Linked DNA regions of Mus musculus: region 1 is linked to region 2. The links are chromatin contacts, called in public ChIA-PET maps. All regions are on one chromosome and are shown on one strand. Each heading gives the region's core, a stretch centred on a gene start, on an enhancer-like site or on the middle of the called end of the contact. The rest is flanking DNA. Distances are from core to core; before and after follow the strand shown.

Evidence for each region. ChIA-PET counts read pairs in DNA pulled down with a chosen protein or histone mark.
Region 1: a contact with region 2 is called in an RNA polymerase II ChIA-PET map of memory CD8 T cells, with 15 read pairs. The contact joins two enhancer-like sites. A contact is called at or near these places in 2 of 115 datasets of contacts at active chromatin or transcription factors (memory CD8 T cells and thymic regulatory T cells) and 1 of 9 other capture datasets (embryonic stem cells).

The regions. Positions count from the first base shown.
Region 1 is chr1:40,474,417-40,477,790 of GRCm38.p6, forward strand. It overlaps Il18r1 (interleukin 18 receptor 1), which reads left to right. Exons shown (of 11, transcript NM_008365.2): 3 at 278-524. Among named protein-coding and RNA genes, the nearest start is that of Il18r1, 10 kb to the left of the region's middle. Within about 2 kb of position 1,470, at least 49 of the 459 cell types and tissues checked have an H3K27ac peak or open chromatin away from gene starts, as enhancers often do. A contact at or near this core is called in memory CD8 T cells, where this site is marked.
Region 2 is chr1:39,748,359-39,751,898 of GRCm38.p6, forward strand. No RefSeq gene overlaps it. Among named protein-coding and RNA genes, the nearest start is that of Rfx8, 29 kb to the left of the region's middle. Within about 2 kb of position 1,498, at least 73 of the 459 cell types and tissues checked have an H3K27ac peak or open chromatin away from gene starts, as enhancers often do. A contact at or near this core is called in memory CD8 T cells, where this site is marked.

The DNA of each region.
Region 1 (3,374 bases), core at 220-2,719, 730 kb after region 2:
TGTCATACTCTGAAGATGTGGCCTCCAAGCCTTCGAGTGAGGGTTGGCTAAGCTCTTCAACTTTCTGTTTAGGGGAAGCCGTCAGCTTTATCTTCATCTTGGTTCTGAAAGTGTCTTATCTCCTGTATGTCTTCTCTTAAGACAGAAGACAGCACAGGAGTACGATACTGAGATTTCTCCCAGCTTTCTTACTGACTGTTTATACTCATGGAGGGGGATCAGGGAAAAATCACCCTTGTCCTGTTTTATCTCCCTTTCCTCTTGCAATCTGCTGTAGAAAGTTGTATTCACCGATCACAAATTCATGTGGTAGAGGGAGAACCTTTTTATCTGAAGCCATGTGGCATATCTGCACCAGTGCACAGGAATGAAACAGCCACCATGAGATGGTTCAAAGGCAGTGCTTCACATGAGTATAGAGAGCTGAACAACAGAAGCTCGCCCAGAGTCACTTTTCATGATCACACCTTGGAATTCTGGCCAGTTGAGATGGAGGATGAGGGAACGTACATTTCTCAAGTCGGGTGAGTGAGCCAATTTGTTTTAACGTATTTCCTGAGACTCTTGACCTTGACTCAGAAAATCAAATACACATTTGTAAGCTCATGATAATCCATGCATTTTTTTCTTCCCTGTTCTCTCTTCAACAGGAAACAAATGTTTCATTGTAGAAATATTAAGCCAGTCACTCTAAATTTATATGTATGTATGTATGTATGTATGTAGTGTATATATATATACATATATATATGTATACATATATATATATACATACACATATATATGTATATATACACATGTATATATATATATGTATACATATATGTATATATGTATGTGTATGTATATATATATAAAACTAAATGATTAATGAGATTTCCTTTGCAGGGACTCTTGTTAATGATTAGCAGAGAGGAAATTCAGGTGGGTTTGGTAGTGAGGACTTCAGATGATATGGCACCTGAGGCAAGAGCAACAGGGGCTCCCTCCCACATGTCCTGCTCAGATTTCAGAGAAAGGGAGAAAGGAGAGAGCTTAGGGGAATACACCCTAGCCTAGATTTTGGACGTTTCTGAGAAACAAGAGGCAAAGTTACTGGGGAAAAGATATAGTTGCTACCCAGCCACAAGCTAATAGCCAAAGTCAGAGGGAGAGGGAGAGAGGGAGAGAGGGAGAGAGGGAGACAGCGAGGGAGGGAGGGAGGGAGGGAGAGAGAGAGAGAGAGAGAGAGAGCATGCACATACATATGTATGCACATTAGGCTCATGCATACATGTGTAGGTAAACATTCTTTATAAAGACTTGACATTGACCTATAAAACTTTGGTCTCTCAGGGTTAGCTGGGTGATATGTCGCTGTGTTGTGAGATGTAGCAGATTTCTTTTAGAAATCTGTCTTTATTCTAGAGCGAGCCCTGATCCTTATCAGCACATCTTAAAGAAAGAGAAGTGAGATTTCACAGCAAAGCCTCTTTTTTGCTCCTGTGGTTTTTCACAAAATGAGGTCATAGTTGTTTACTAGACACAGAAACGTCTGAGTGTCAGAAATATGTGGTAGAACTTGGTTTTTTTAAACAGTGCAGTAGATGTGATATTTTAAGGGAGAGAATTATAATATGTATGTTGCAACTGGATCTTTCTAGAGTGAGTGAAAAATGCTACAACTCACAACACAGTGACATATCGTCCAGCTAACCCTGAGAGACCGACATTTTATAGGAGCACAACCCGATGATAAGGATGAAACTTTGACAGTGGCTTTGAGTGTAGTGGAGCTTCCACATGGAAGAGGGTGCTTTGAACATCTTTAGTTCAAATAGAAGAAGAACCCGATGCCTGTGTCACATTTTATGGACCAGCGTTTTTGAGAGCATTAGAAGCAGGAGAGAGAGAGTTTCATGAATAAGAAAATGTGCTTCTCTTGCAGAAGACCTGAGTTCAGTTTGCAGCACCCATGTAGGGTGGCTCCTAAACACCTAGAACCCAGCTCTGGGCACCAGGGCCTCTTCTGGTGCACAGCACTGATACTTACATGCACATACATACGTACATACACATGCTTGCATGCACACAGAATCTTAAAACCTAACATCTTTTGAAAAGGAAAGAAAACCAGCTAAGAAGGAAAGTCACACAGAAGAGAGTTTTCTCCAGTGGAGGTGAAGAAATGGTGCACAAAACACTTTTATTGGAGCCAGAGAGAAGAAAATAGGTCTTTCTGTTTTCATTCTTCCTTTCTTCCCTCCCTCCTCCTCTCCCTTCTTTCTTCCTCTTTCCTTCCTGATTAATCTCTCTCTTTCTCTCTCTCTTTCCTGTTTTCTTTCATCTTGCTTTAGGTTGCTGCTGATGGAAACCAAGATTATGTTCGTGTTAGGCAAGTGCTCTACAACGGAGCAATCAGCTGTTAAGCTGGGCTTCTTAAACCTGAACAGCACTCAGCCAGAGGGGCCATTATAATCAGAGTGGCATTGATTCAAGGCCAGGGGTGACAGGGAAGGTGTGGGGGGGTGTCTTAGATTTTGACTTTCTTGATCTCAATTTCCTGCTAGCCTTTGAGCTTGCTCTTTGACAGGGAGTGCAGAGTGTTGCCTGGTTTAGGTTCCTAAGGGGTTTCCACGCACAGCAAGCACTCTGTTAAGATTTGCTGAATCTTAAGAACTGAGAATTGCAGAGGTGGAAACCAACGTGATATGACAAGAGGAGTTTTAAGAAGAAGATGCTGCCAATGGGAATCTGAGCTCTTTTCAGGGCCAAGTAGCTCTGCTATGCATGGCCACTTAGTCACTGCTTTTTAGCACATGACAGTCTGTTACCCTCCCTAAACCTGGCCGATTTCCTCTATGTTGAACTACAAGATAAAGAACAAGGCTTCAGGGAGTGAGAAAATGTAGTATTATGCCAATCACTCCTGTCTCTTAGGGGCAAACCAATGTGCATTTACTCTTGGTCCCACCCAGTACAACACACACACACACACACACACACACACACACACACACACTTGTGTGACCTTGGAAACATTGTTTAGTTACTTACATGAACATTAGGGAAATGGTCAATCTCCCTTGCATACACACACTGTAAAATATCTGGGAGTCTTTGACACACTGTAAAATATCTGGGAGACTTTGAGCAATAGACCACTTGCTCTCTCTTGTCCATCTCATTGTAGATATAAAGAGGACCTGGGAAAATCCAGGTGTACACATATTTCCCAGATCACAGGAAAATTTAACAATATATGTGCTACCTTTGGGATGTGGACCCATATATCACATGTATGGTGTAAGCAAAGATACAATTGAAAATGTTTTCACTTTTAAAAATGCTGTTGTTTAAAAAACATGCCATTTAGCACCATCTTCAAGATGGCT
Region 2 (3,540 bases), core at 248-2,747:
AACACAAATGATGCCCAAACAAAGCAATATGAGACGAAAACACCATTGAGTTTGTTTTGCATTGGCCAACTACTCCTGGGTATGGGGTTTACCTGGAATGTGCTTGCTATAGCCCAGTGAAGCTCCATTGTGACAACGTTCACTCTACCAGGGCTATTAATTGTAGATCGCTTCTTGGTTAGGGGTGGGAGCCAGTGTCCTCTTCCCCTCTCAGCGCTGGGACCCTGTTCAGTTAGAACCTCTGCAGAGCCTGCAGTCTCTGTGAGTTTATGTGTACATCCATCCCATTATGTCTGAAGGACAGTTTCCTTGGAGTTATCCATCTCTTCTGGTTCTCACAGTCCTCGCACTTCCTCAGCTGAAGAGATCCCTGAGCCCCGAGGGGAGGGTTTGATGGAGACATTCCATCTAGGACTGTATGTTCCATGTCTCTCAGTCTCTGCACACTGTTGGGTTATGGGTCTATTAATTACCATCCGCTGCAGGAGCTCCTCTGAGGATGGCTGAGCCCTGGGCTCACCGATAATGAATGACCTCCTGTTGCACCTGCTTTCCTGACAGTAACATTGTTGCATTCTTTGTGGCTGAAGAAACACTGTTGCACATAACATCACAACTAGTACTTGTGAGAAAACGCCAAGAAAACCAGACAGGAGTCTTGTCACCTCATTTTCTTCAAAACACGGAATTGTTCCTTGAATGTGTTTCACACCCCTCCCAGGTGTATTGGAGAGAAGTGATCTACTTCAGATTATTTATTACAGCTGGTTAGTGTTATCTCTTTACATCTAAGGGAAAACCTGGTCTTGCCTCGTGCAGTTTGTCCTTGAGAATGGACTGCTTAACCCTCAGAGTATAAGTTGCTTGAATAAAGGTGGCAATTGCATGAGACTTGAGTCTGCCTCATTTTTTGGTCCTGTTCTTTCAGGGCCATGCTGCCAACTAGAGAAGCAAACATAAATGTACCTCTGATCTCCCTTGATATTTATAGCTCTTAATAGCTCTCTTAGGTCAACAAAATGAGATAAAGACCAAGGTTGTTCTTGTCCATTTAGACCCATAAAGAAGGGAGGGGACTGACACTTGGCTGTTTAATGCCAACAGTCTCCATTCATCCATTAGGTGGATGATATCTGCTATTTTGCTTGTGGGAAAGAGGGGAGAGCAGAGCTCACTTCCGGAATCTGGATGTTTACTGCCTCACAGAGGGAGAAAACACTGTCTGGTTAACTCAGCTGGCACCTTCTGCAAAGGTGACACCTTTGCAGAGGGGAGTCAAAACTAACATCTTTCAACTTATTGGGACTCCAAAAGATGGCTTTTGATTTTGTGGCCTTTGTTTCACTGGGAGAGTAAATGGCAGTTGTGAAGGCAAAGGGGAAAGGTTTGGGAGTCCTCCCTTGTGGCGCCTCCTCTGCTTGGCCTACTGAGAGGGAGGCTGTATACAGCTTGGAGCCAGCCTCTGCTGGCTCTCCCTAGAGGGACAGCTGCAGAAAAGCAATCAAAGACTGACAAAGCTGCAATGTCCCCCCTCCCCCAACTGCAGACTGAGAGACACCATTTCCTGTCCATTGTGGCTGGGCCCCGGATGCTGCTTGATTAAACCTTGGGTTTCTGACATGTGCAAGAAGGGAAAGGGTCGTGGAAAACATAAAGGAGCTGGAATGTTCTCTTGCTTAGGGCTACTGATCTTTCCTAAACCAATCCTCTGTGCTTCTCAAATGTTTGCTATATTACAATGCAGGATCTTTCTGTATCATTTTCCCTTAAGTACTGACTGTTATCCCACTTGTAGGAATGGACTGACTGTCAGACAATCAGCTTCAGAGATCAAAGGGATGGTACCAGGCTGCAAAGAATTCATCTCTGAGTTCTAAGCCAGCAGCCCACTGTTGAGCACAGCAGCCCATTGTTGAACACAGAGATTGGGAATTTGTGTTACTGTCTTAGTGGGCATCTGTTTTCATCTATTCCCTGCTGCTATAACAAAATGGTGGAGATGGGCAATTAATACAGAGTAGACATTTGATTGACTTGCAGTTCTAGAGACAGGGAGGTCTAAGAGCATGGACCAGCAGAGGGTCTCTGGAGGGGCACCCTCAGACATAAGTGTCATCATGGGGTATCATATCTACTTCTTAATTCCCTCCAAACTCACCTCAAGTAACAGTAACATGACTTTGGGGTTTAAATTTTCCAATATAGGAACTTTCGTGGGGGACGTTTAAATGATAATAGCAGCCAAGGGAAACATGAAGCTGCCACTGATGGGGCAAGACAATGTGGAGCTGAGACCTTATTTGTTCATCATTGTGCAAGACATATTCCTTAATTACTGATGAGCCACTGGGCACTGTGTGGGACAGTGATAAGACCTGGGTCTTCAGCTCAGTGAGCTGAAAATGGGACCCTGATTTTGGGGGGGGGGGGGCAGGGAGTTATCATCATAAGAACAGTAGAGAAACCGTGTTTGACTTTCAATTTTATTTATTCACTCTTTTTCGGGTTTTTTCTTTTACTCTTTTTCCCCCCAGTTCTGATGCAATGTCCACAAGAGATCCCAGGTACCATATGACAGACAGCCCTACTGGGCTCACCAGGTAAGCACAATGAGGCTTCTCTGGACAGGAACTGATGAAAGCCCACGAGATGCCATGCGGGCCCCCAGCAGGAAGGTTTAGAGAAGGCAGCGTTTTGCTAGGATTAACCTGCTTAGGGCTTAGCCTGATGGCAGCAAATAGACCTCACTGCTTTTCAGCTTTTTCTCCCGAAAGAAAATTTGACATTTTTTTCCTCTTTTCTACTGGGTGCGTGCTCTTTCCTCCCGTGAAGTCAGAATGCCTTTTCTGTCCAGTGCCTAGATTAGACCCAGGAAGAATGAGGGGACACAGAAACCAAAGGGAATGGGGAATTCTGGGGCTGGCTCTCGGAAGACCCCCCCAGATGAAATCTCAGGAGATCTGCATGTGGGCTCCGCCCCTGAACGCCCCGCCCCCCACCTCCTCCATGGAGGATGTGAGGACCCAGGAAGCATCTGCACATTGGCTGCTACTGATTCTGGCAGAAGTCTGGTGTTAAATGAAACTCCCAGGAGAGTCTCGGGATGTCCATGAGGGAATCCGAGAAGAGCGCTGAAGCCCTTTGAGTGCCAGTGTGCCAGCCAGTGGGTTTCAAGAAGGGTGCTGGGGTTCTGTGTCTGAGACCCTCCGGGGGTATGGCCCCACAGGGCGTGCTGCCAAGGTATTCTTATAGTATCATGGAGCCCTGCCTGCCTTTCACCTCATCTCTCCATCCAGTGACAAACGCTAGGAGCCATATAATACATGATATCCCTACCCCAGGCTAGGTACAAAACCAGATATGAGGGGTCCAGCTGCCTTCTGGTAAGACTGACACTAACAGATGTGGAGAGTGTAAAACAACTTGACTATGTTTTTCTTTTCCCTTGTAGATAGGGTCACGTGTCCCAAGGTATCTGTGAACCAGCTATGCAGCTGAGAAAGTCCTCAGACTTCAGATCTTCCTTTCTCTACTCTCCGA